Linked DNA regions of Sus scrofa: region 2 is linked to region 1. A link is a contact called in public Hi-C data. All regions are on one chromosome and are shown on one strand. Each heading gives the region's core, a stretch centred on a gene start, on an enhancer-like site or on the middle of the called end of the contact. The rest is flanking DNA. Distances are from core to core; before and after follow the strand shown.

Region 1 (5,532 bases), core at 1,823-4,322:
ACTGGAAGGATATGAAATAGTCTATAGACTTGCCAGGAAGGCTGCAAAGTGACTTTTGGAAGATGGGATAGGAGTAAGTTAGGCTAGGCAAAGTCCAAGATCAAGGCAGAATGATGCCACGAAACTAGTTAGGGGTAGACACTACAGTGGCTGCTGCTGAAGAACTGCAAACCCCAATTGCAGCCCTGGAGCTGCTACACTTAGCAAGCCCTGCAGCTGTCATTGTGGCCTCTATTCACCACCAGGTTGTATCCTTACCCTTCTGCTTCTTTGCCTTAATAGCTCCTATAGAAAGTTGGGGATGGGCACATCTGATTGGTCGGGTGAAGGTTGCATGCTACCTCCTTAGCTGCAAGGGAGTCTGGGAAGCAACTATGTGCGTCTTTTTAAGACTAGGGGTGTGGGGGCAAGTATGGACCATTGTCTCACATCTAGATTCAAAAGGGGGAGTTTCCGTCATGGCGCAGCAGAAAGGAATCTGACTAGGAACCATGAGGTTGTGGGTTTGATCCCTGGCTTTGCTCAGTGGTTTAAGGATCCGGTGTTGCCATGAGCTGTGGTGTAGATTGCAGATGCAGCTCGGATCTGGTGTTGCTGTTGCTCTGGAGCAGGCTGGCAGCTGTAGCTCCGATTCGATCCTTAGCCTGGGAACCTCCATATGCTGCAGTTGCGGCCCTGAAAAGACAACAACAGCAACAACAACAACAACAACAAAAACAACAACAACAAAAATAGATTCAAAAGGAGAGCAGGTCCCCTAGAAAGGGAGGGAATTCAGAGGAGGGGCAGGCCTCTTCTAAAGAAGGGAGAAAGAATGAAGGCAAGAGAAGGATTACATACAGGTCATTGTATGTGGACATGTAAAAAGTTTCCAAGGCATGACCATCATATAGTGCTGGGAGGCCTTCTAATAACTCAAAGGAGATGGGAGAGAAGGGAGTGAAGGCTGGGAAGGCAAACAGGAGACTTACTGTGAAGGCCATATGCCTATAAGTTTTTGACTTTCCTGTAAGAAAAGTGTGGCAGATACAGTTTGTTGCCCACTTAGTATTCATCCATCTCTCTTCCTTACCAACAGAATTCCAGTTTTGAAATGGTAGCTACAAACCACTTACTTTCACTAGAATTCCTCGTAGGTAGTGGTAGTCATGTTACGCAGTTCAAGCAAATGAGATTTGAACTGAGGGTTTTTGTCTTTCTCCTTTGCATCTGAATACAGATGCGGGGTCTGGAGATTTGGCAACCATCTTAGGACAATGAGACAACAAGCAGGGGATGAGGCTTATGCATTAAAAACAAAAGATTAGAAAGCTGGAAAGATCCCTGTTCCCTGTTTCATCTGAGAATTGCTATTCCCAGGTTTCCTGAGACAAATCCCTTATGTGTTTAAGCCACTAAGGTTGGGTTTTCGGTTATTTGCAGCTGGATGTGATCCTGACTGAAAGAGGGAAGGAGACCAGTTAGGAAACTAATACAGTCATTTATAAGTGACTCAAATGGGGGCAGAAGAAGAGGGGATTGGGCAGAGAAGATGGATTGAAGATGTGAATGTGGTGATGTATGTGTTCAGTCAAGTCTCAAATAGAATGGATGGAATCTAATTCAAGTACCCTTGAAAACTATTCCTAGTCCTGAGATGTCAGGGAACTCAGTAAGAACACCTGGAAAGCATGGGGTGGGAGGGAGCAGAAAGGGAATGTGCAGGGTCTCAAAGACTAACCTCACAATTTCCTTTTATTATTAAAAAAATTGCAGGATCCATATACACATTTGAGAAAACTCAGTTAAGCAAAAACTATCTGTGAAGCAAATTAAAATCCTATCATCTAGAGATAATAATTACTGCTAAAATTTTTATTATTTCTTTCCAGTCCCCATTTACTCTCTCTTTTTCTGTCAATCTTGCCGCTTAAATGATTAAGAGATTTTATACATGATTTGTTCAACAAAAATGTGATCATAATATATATTGTTTTCTACCCTGTCCAACTTTTTGCATTTGGCAATGCATCTGGAAAGTCTTCCCATGTCTTTGGTAAAATTAATACCGAATACTAAAATTGTAAAATTAATACAATTGTGACTACAGGAAAAGTGTTTCATTATGTGGATCTATCTATTGTGATTTAGAAGTTGAACTTTTCAAAGGTTTTATTATCTCGAATATCACACCACTTTTTGGATGTGGTGGGGGAACCCTTGAAGGTGATTCTGAGATGGAAGGTGAGGTAGCATTAGCCCTGACATCAGCTTTAATGAGATGATAGCTTGTTCAGGCTGTGATTGGTTGAAAATTTCTGCAAATATTTATATTATTTTTATTTTGCAAACTTGTTCTTCATGTTGAGGAACCAATTCTAAAACTATCAGCTTACTAATTAGGATAAAGGAGGACTTATCGCATAACAGTAGCCTTGACATGTATTGACTTTTCTGTAACACACTAAACTTCTCTGCAATCAGGGAAAGAGTGAAGTCTGTATCTGCAGGAATCTTATAAAGGATGCAAAAAAGGCAACCACCAGGTAGCCTGGCATTTCCGCAGCGAGCAGGGTTCGAACCTGCGCGGGGAGACCCCATTGGATTTCAAGTCCAACGCCTTAACCACTCGGCCATCGCTGCTACGGCAAGAAAGTGAAGCGGAGGTACTTTAGTACAGAAACAGTGGTGCGCAGGCGCAGCAAACCCACAAGTAGGCGGGGCCTAGAACCGCGCAGAGGTCTGCTCTGAGAGGGGCGACTAGGGTTGCCTGCTCGAGTAGCGGGATACCTATTGAAAGTAAAGAAATAATAAAAACTCCGTTTAGCAGTTTAGGTAAAAGCCTTTAAAAGAGGGTTTTAGAAACCCTTCCCTTACCTGCTCTCTGAAAATCGCAACCACACTTGGCTTCTGGTCCTTACTTGGTTTTTGCCCTCCCGCTTCCTCGGAAAGCTGTGAAACTAAGATTAGATCACTCGGAAAGCTGTGAAACTAAGATACGTCTCATTCAGTGCTGCGGGCCCGCACTCTGGAAAATTTCTGCATTTGCGTCAGAGGTTGAGCGTTTCCCGCGTTGAGCTCTCTTGCTGCGTCAAGAGAGGAAAGTGTGAGGGAAGGCGTACGGAATCTGGCAGCTGCCTATGCGCTCGCCTCTTTGAGCATCCTGCTCACACAGTAATCTCTCATTCTTGTCTCCTCAATTGCCCTTTCCTTGCTGAACCCTAGGGAAGAAACCGCGCCCCCTGAGCGTGGTCTCGGCTTTCTCAAGTGATGGGGAGCCTTGGAGGTGATTTGAGAACAAAGTTCGGCGCATTAGGTCTGCATTTAACCTTTAAATGCTACTACCCGCCCCACCTTTAAGTGTAGCTTATGCTCTAAATGCTTATTTGCGTCATTGTTAAAGTTCTCAGAACCCGTAGTTGTGTGTACCACTGTCGCCCACCTCAGAGAGCTACGGCAGGGTGTGCGGCCCGAGGATGCCCCGCGGATTCCAGGGCGCAAGTGTACTTCTAAACGCAGCAAGTGGCTCCCCACAGGCATCAGATTCTATTGCGGATGGACAATTTGCGAAAAACATCAGGTGGCCTTTTACTAGTTAAATTTCTGAAAGTGTTCCTAGAAATCTGACCATCCATCGCAACGTTAGATTTCAAACGAAGGCAGGAAGTCCGTATGTTAAGTGACCTCATTTGGTAGTTTGGGAATTTTCTTGAGATTTTTTTCAATACCATTTCTCTTAACTAAATGAAGGTGCTAAGTGTCTAAACTGATTTAATTGTGGAAAGGGAGTAAAATACTTGAGAAATGTAAGAATAAGTTTTATCTAACTTAAGATTTTGCTTTTTAGAAATTTTACCCCTTTTTGTTTGTTTTTAATTTGGCAGAGCTACACGGGTGGTCTCAATTTCCTTATGAATACTGTATGGGAGCAAAGTTATTCCCGACATTCAAAGGCATGATTTTTTATCATATGTATAAAGTTACCTGCACTTTTCCAGTAGATGCCATCTCAGAAGAGAGTTTTTTTTTTTTAATGTTGTTCTTAGATTCTACCTGTGTGCTGAGACAAGCTATAATTTAATCTTAGTATTTTACTGTATCTTGGTTTTTTTTTTTTCTTTTCTCTTTTTAGGGTCTCACCTGCAGCATATGGAAGTTCCCAGGTTAGGGGTGGAATTGGAGCTACAGCTGCTGGCCTAGGTCACAGCCACTGCAACATGGGATCTGAGCTGCCTCTGTAACCTACACCACAGCTCATGGCAACTCTGGATCCTTGACTCACTGAGCAAGGCCCGGGATTGAACATGCATCCTTATAGATACAAGTTGCATTCATTTCCCCTGAGCCACAGTGGAAACTCCCGTTTCTTTTTAATTTTACTTTATTTTTATTATAATATAGTTGATTTTCCATGTTGTGTTAATTTATACTGTACAGCATAGTGACCCAGTCATTTGTGTGTGTGTGTGTGTGTGTGTGTGTGTGTGTATGTATCCTTTTTCTCATACTATCTTCCATCATGTTCCATCCCAAGAGATTGGGTATAGTTCCCTGTGCTGTACAGTAGGAAGTCATTGCCACCCTTCCCCTTGACAACCACAAGTCTATTTTCTATATGTCTGTGAATCTGTTTCTACTTTGTAGATATGTGCTATGTTTTAGATTTGTGCTATGTTTTAGATTCTACATGTAAGTGATACCATGTGGTATTTGTCTTTCTCTTTCTGACTTCACTTAGTATGAGAATCTCTAGTTGCATGTATCTTAATTTTGAAGTCTTTCTTTAATTCCTTTCTTCTGTATATTTGAAGGATAATATTTACAGAAAGTTCTTACTCTTCCTTAACCTACTCTTCGTTTTAAGAATTCTCCTCACTTGGCGATTGCCTTGTGGTACAGTGGGAAGGAATCTGACTAGGAACCATGAGGTTGTGGGTTTGATCCCTGGGCTTGCTCAGTGGGTTAAGGATCCAGCGTTGCCTTGAGCTGGAGCCGTGGTGTAGGTCGCATCCGTAGTTGGTGCTGATGTGGCTGTGGCATAGGGCGGCAGCTGTAGCTCCGACTGGACCCCTCGCCTGGGAATCTCCATGTGCCCCAAGTGCAGCCCTGAAAAGCGAGAAAAAAAAAAAAATTCTCTTCACAATTGCTTAAAAGCTTGGCATTGATGGGAATTGATTTCGATTAAAGTAGTTCCATCAAAAATTCTACTGAGGGCTTTTTTCTTTTTTTGTTTTTTGATAAGGGAAAAGAAAACTGCAAAAGAAATGAATCTATTAGAAAGTTAATTTGTATTTGGTAAGAACAATTGTGATTACATTTTCTTTGCAACATTTCAGAAGTGAAATATCCTCATTTAACATTTAATTTTCAGCTTCTTTGAATTAATGTAGGCTTTTCAAAAAGATGAAATTGCCTTTTCAAATGATTTATCATATTGCTAAAATGAGCCAAGAGATCAGAATTATTATAGATTTTATTCTCAAAAAGTGTGGATTTCCAAATGAGTTATTTTCCAACCTTAGGTCTTTAGCATTGCCATTTAATGCAGTGAGC
Region 2 (5,532 bases), core at 1,763-4,262, 290 kb before region 1:
TAATAATAATAACAGATACAAGAGAAAATAAAGTAGAATAAAATTATAGAGCGTGAGGGGTAGTTTTTTGGATAGGTTGGTCGGGGAAGTCTGGAGAGATGACATGAGCAGAGATTTGAATGAAGGATGTCAGGAGGGGTACAGCACAAGCAATATGGCTGATGAAAGGGAGCATGGGGAAGAGGGGGACAAAATGAATACCTATTTTAGTGGTCTCTCAACAGTCTGAGCATTTTTAAAAAATGAAAATAACACAAAAAGTAAAACAATTTTATTTTTGTTCTAAATTAAAATTATATTGGAGTTCCTGTTGTGGCTCTGTGGGTTATGAACCCGACTAGCGCATGCAGGTTTGATCCCTGGCCTCACTCAGTGGGTTAAGGATCTGGCGTTGCCATGAGCTATGGTGGAGGTCACAGACCAGCTCGGATCCCATGTTGCTGTGGCTGTGGTGTAGGCCGGCAGGTACAGCTCTGATTTGACCCCTAGACTGGGAATTTCCATATGCTGCAGGGGTGGGCCAAAAAAAAATTATATCGTTATTGGTGATATGGAATGCTTTCCCAAATGGTCTCTTACTACTTGTAGTTTAGGAGAGATGATATTAGTAATACTAAAAGGTAACATTTACAAACCACTGGCTTTATTCAAGGCACTGTACATGTTATTAAATCTTCACAATGAAGTGAGATATGGATTATTAACTTCGCCCACTTATAGAAATTGTGACTGAGGAGTTATTTTCTGTAAAACAGACTATTAGTAAATGCCTGTAGGTGTCTTTGAGAGGATAGAAGGATAGTGGCCTGCAGGCTCAGGCTCTGAATCCAAACAAACCAGCACCACAAGCCGATACTCATCATCAATTACTCATGCTGCTTTTATACAACAAATTCACATTATCCTAATAACCTTCTGCTCCTATGCTTGTCTCACTTTAAAGGTAATTATAGGCTACTTTCTAAGATCTTACATCATAGTTTCATAGATTTATAAGGTTAAAAGTAACATATAGAAAATTCCATTTCACTTTTTATACGCAAGACCTGTATTTTAGAATATTCTAAATAAAATATCTTATTCCAGAGAATGAGTATCTATAAATTCCCAAGTTATTCATATAGTATGACAAGACAAATGTAAAATTTGTGGCTTATTTGTGTACAACTTAATCTAATTTCAAGGTTAACTGCTTTTCTAGAAAATTAGAATATTATTTATCAAAACCTACATAAAATAATTCTAGAAAGAGATGCATCTGTGTGGCAGAGATAGCTGTCCACTAATTCATGCTCTCTTCTACGGTTTAAAGTGATACCTGGGAACTCAGACAGGGATTATGTTTCCTAGTCCCCTTGCATATAGGTATGTACTTGTTGCTAATATTATGTGTGCAGATGTGATATGTGGCACCTCCCAGACAAAAGTTTTAAGAACATCAGTTTTCAATCATTAGGAACACCCACTTTGAATGTGAAAAAGATACAAAAAATAGTTTTATTATGTTCCTGCTCATATTTTGGTGTCATTTGTTGCAGCATCAAGTACATATCTTAAAGATCCCAAATCCCATAACTTCCCCTTTAATGATACATTCTGAGGCATCAAGGCATGATAGTTAAAAGACAACAAAAGGCCTATGAGGACAATGAAGCTATCAAAATAAGAATTCAGTATGTTTCATGGGCATCACCACCACTCCTAATGTTGAAATTATGCTTCCTTTGCTCAAGTATCTTATAATTTTACTCTTATTTCTGTAAGAAATTAGGTTGTGCATTGTACTGGGTTTTCCAGAGTTAAAGTCCTAGCCTCCAGTACCTAAGAATGTGACCTTATTTGGGAATAAGGTCTTTGCAGATGCAATCTGGGTAAAAAGAGGTCACAATGGATTAGGGTGGGCCCTAATCCAATGACTGGTATCCTTATAAGAGGAAAATTGGGACATAGAAACACAAGGAAGAACACCATGTGGACATGGAGGCAGGGATTAGAGTGGTGGTGTATCTACAAGACAAAGAATGCCAAGGTTTGTCAGCAACCACCAGAAGCTAGGAGAGATGTATGGGCAAGATTCTCTGCCTGCGACCCTAAGAGAGACCCAATCCTGCTGCCACCTTGAGTTCAGACTTCTGACCTCCGTAAGTGTGAGACAATAAATTCCTATTGTTTCAAGCTACTGAATTCGTGGTATTTACAGTATTTTGTTATGACAGCCTCAAGAAACTAATACACATACATATTCCAGCAGAGAGACACTTCCCAACCTGAAATATAATTTTCACTGAGATAAAGAAACATGGCTTACTGTGGAATTATTTCTAGGTTCTCAACATCCACTCTAAGATGAGGTACTAGAAGTCTAACAAAATTTCAGGAGTGCCTTGTTTCAAGTTTTCTTCCTTAACTGGTCTAGGAAATCTGGATTTCGCTTTTATAAGGCAGGGCTCTAGCCATACACGTTATTTAATTTTCCCTGAATGAAGGAGGCCCTTCATTATAAGTTTATCTCCCAGGGTGAGTGCAGAAAATTATGGCAGCCTTCACTTTATCAGGAACCTTAACGCCAGAAGGTTCCATCATTGCCCTGAATACATCTGGCACAACCCAGATTAGCTCCAGCTGAGGCTAAGGGATGACATAAGAGACTTCGCCAGCCTTTGTATCCGTATTTGTGATGTCTGTGATGCTACTTCAAATTCTCCTTGGATAATGGAATAAAAAGAAAGACTGGAACCAATATACGAAAAGGAAACTTAGCCAAAAAACGAAGAGATTTCCTTCACTAAAAGATTCCTGTGCACGCTGAAACGCTTTTATAAGTCACACCAAACACCCGGTTTGACGTGCAAACTTCAGCTTCTGTATTCGGGGACTTCCTCTTGAGCAAAGGCAAAGCGGCATACTGCGCAAGCGTCCGGCTTGGTTTGCCCTGGGAGAATTCCGGCGCAGGCGCCCGGGCCGTGAAGTGGGTGGGCTCACGCGCGTGCTCCGAGGTTCACTTCCGGCCAACCCCTCCCCCTCCCTCGCGTTACCACCTCCCCTTCTCCATTCTCCTCCCCTGTCTTTTCCTCAACTCTCCCCACCCCTACGCTCTCCGCCCCACTCGGCTTCTGTCCTTCCCCTCCCGCTCTATCCGGGTCGCCGACGGCTGTCTCTGGACTGGACAGCGGTGGCGGCTGCTTTTCTCTGAGGAGCCCGGTAAAGTTTCACAGGCGCCGGGGAGGGGAGCAGCGGAACAGCTTCACTGACGCCGGAGGAGCTCTGGTGTTCGCCGCCACTGGCTGAAGGAAGAGAGCCCGGGAGCTGGAGACCTGCCTCAGCTGCCGCGCTGCCTTGCTCTCGGGGAAGGCGCCGCCCCCCGTCGCCCTGGGCTTCCCTTGCCTTGAGGGGCCGGGTGAGTCGTTGCCCCGGTGGGTTCGGGGGCGTGTGACGGCGTTAGGGAGGGGGGAGGCCGGGCTGGGCGGATACAGGCCGGCCTGGCGCAGGGTGCTTTCTCAGCGTTTCCTCGGGGTTGGGGGTGGGGGACTGGGGCAGCGTCGGGGGCCCCTGGCCCGGGAGTTGGAATGTCGCACCTCCCTGGGGAAGGGCCTCTCGGGGACCGAGGGCCGCCGAGGTGCCGAGCCTCATCCGCTGGCCTCTGGGGCTGCTGCGAGCTGGCGGGAGGGCGGCTGCCGTGGATGACTGGTCGGCCCGCGAGGTTGGGTGTGTGCAGATGATTTTTCTCCCCCGGTCTCCCTGAGCCGATCTGAGTGCACGTTCAAGGAATGGTGGGAAGAAACTGCTTCTCATTCTCCTACCTGTTGCTGGCGAGAGGACACCTTTCCCATACCCTCTGACTTTTTAAAGGAAAGAGATGGTTAAACCTCGTGCCGGAATCGGGGATTATTTTCCTGTCTTAAAAAAAACTAATAAAATAAATAAAAACAGTGTAGAAGACAGTGTAGAACTCTCTGGAACTATCGAGTTCTGATGCCCCAAAAGAATGAAATTAAAGTTTTCCTAATGGATGGTTCATGGAATGAGACAGCATCAGCACTTGCTAGCCCTAGCGTAGGAAAGTTGGGTTTTGAAACTTAGGTTCTCTGTAAGGAATGTGGGTAACTACAGCAAGAATAAGGCTGACTTCCTGTAATTGTGTTATTTAGTAACACGATGTGTCTAAAAATCTGTGTAGTTTTAGATGAAGTGAATTCTTTGTTACCCATGTCTTTATAAGCGAAGAAATAGTCAGTGTACTGGAAAGTTCTACAGATTTCGCCACCAATCAGTGACCCAGCCCCCATTCCTATTCTTGAAATATCGGTAGTGCCAGAGTTGTTTGCAGTTTTTTTTTTTTTTCCCCATCTTCGAATAATTATCTCAGAGGTATAGATAGATATTCATTGCCCCAGGGAAATATTTTTCAGTCACGGTTACCACTCGTAATAGAAAATACTGGATTTTTTGGGGGGGAGGAAACCTTGATTTTTAAACTGCATACTTTCTTTTGTATTATAATTAGGTATATTGGTTTAGTTTTAAAATTAAATTAGTAGTGAGTCGGAGTGTTAACATTGATTTGTAAAGTGTGACCTTTGGAGGTGATTTTCTTTTAAGATCAGAGCTTGACTAGAGAATCATAGTTTTCCCTGGGGTCTATTAGTATGAATAGTTGGAAGAGTCATTTAAGTTGTGGGAAATTTAAAGTTTCCATTATTGGTTTAATTTTTCTAGTACAAATAAGAACTTCAATTTTTGGTTAGTGTGGAGGTAGGTATTAGAAGGTCTAATTATTCTGTGACTTGAGGGAGATTACAAAGGTTTATGTATGCTATTGCAAGGTTTTCACTGAGTATATATCTGATTTGGGGGGGGCAGTGGATAAATGTCATTTCTTGCGCTGACTGAAACTATTCAAAGAGAAAAGGTTAATTTCATTGGAGTTCTTAATATTTCAATTAGGTTAGTATATCATAAGAAAACAGAAAGTCATATTTAGTTAATATTTTAAACTTTGCAAAGAATCGTGGGGAGTGATGTATTTTCCTAAACATTTCTATATGATATACTTTTAAGATTTACAACTGATTGGTTTTTGAAACTGAATGGTACTTATGTAGCACATTATAGACTTCATGTTTACTGCATAGTAATTATTGTAGCCTAGCACTTGAAAGAGCAATTATACATTATATTTTCTTTGAAGTCATGTTAACTTTTTTCTGTCTTCTCAGACATAGGGATACCTCCAACTTGCCAGTGTTTCAGAAGGGAGTTTTTATTGAAACTGGAAGACCAAGAGAATTACAAACATGTTGTGCTGGGGAAATGCATCTTTTGGACAGCTAGGCTTGGGTGGAATTGATGAAGAAATCGTACTAGAGCCCAGAAAAAGTGACTTTTTTATAAATAAAAAGGTTCGAGATGTAGGATGTGGACTCAGACATACAGTATTTGTTCTGGATGATGGAACAGTGTACACATGTGGATGTAATGATCTAGGACAGCTAGGTCATGAAAAATCCAGAAAGAAACCAGGTAAGTTGAAAA

The links. Hi-C and Micro-C count contacts between places; a contact is called where the count stands out from the background.
Region 2: a Hi-C map of embryonic fibroblasts shows a contact between it and region 1, with 1.6 times the contacts expected there. The contact joins the promoter of HERC4 here to the promoter of CTNNA3 in region 1. A contact is called at or near these places in 2 of 47 Hi-C or Micro-C datasets (embryonic fibroblasts and heart right ventricle).

What each region holds. Positions count from the first base shown.
Region 1 is chr14:70,972,082-70,977,613 of Sscrofa11.1, reverse strand. It overlaps CTNNA3 (catenin alpha-3), which reads left to right and starts at 3,072. Exons shown (of 19, transcript XM_021074380.1): 1 at 3,072-3,295. TRNAS-UGA (a tRNA gene) reads right to left here and starts at 2,622; the gene lies at 2,541-2,622.
Region 2 is chr14:71,266,997-71,272,528 of Sscrofa11.1, reverse strand. HERC4 (probable E3 ubiquitin-protein ligase HERC4) reads left to right here and starts at 3,012. Exons shown (of 23, transcript XR_002338528.1): 1 at 3,012-3,397; 2 at 5,217-5,520.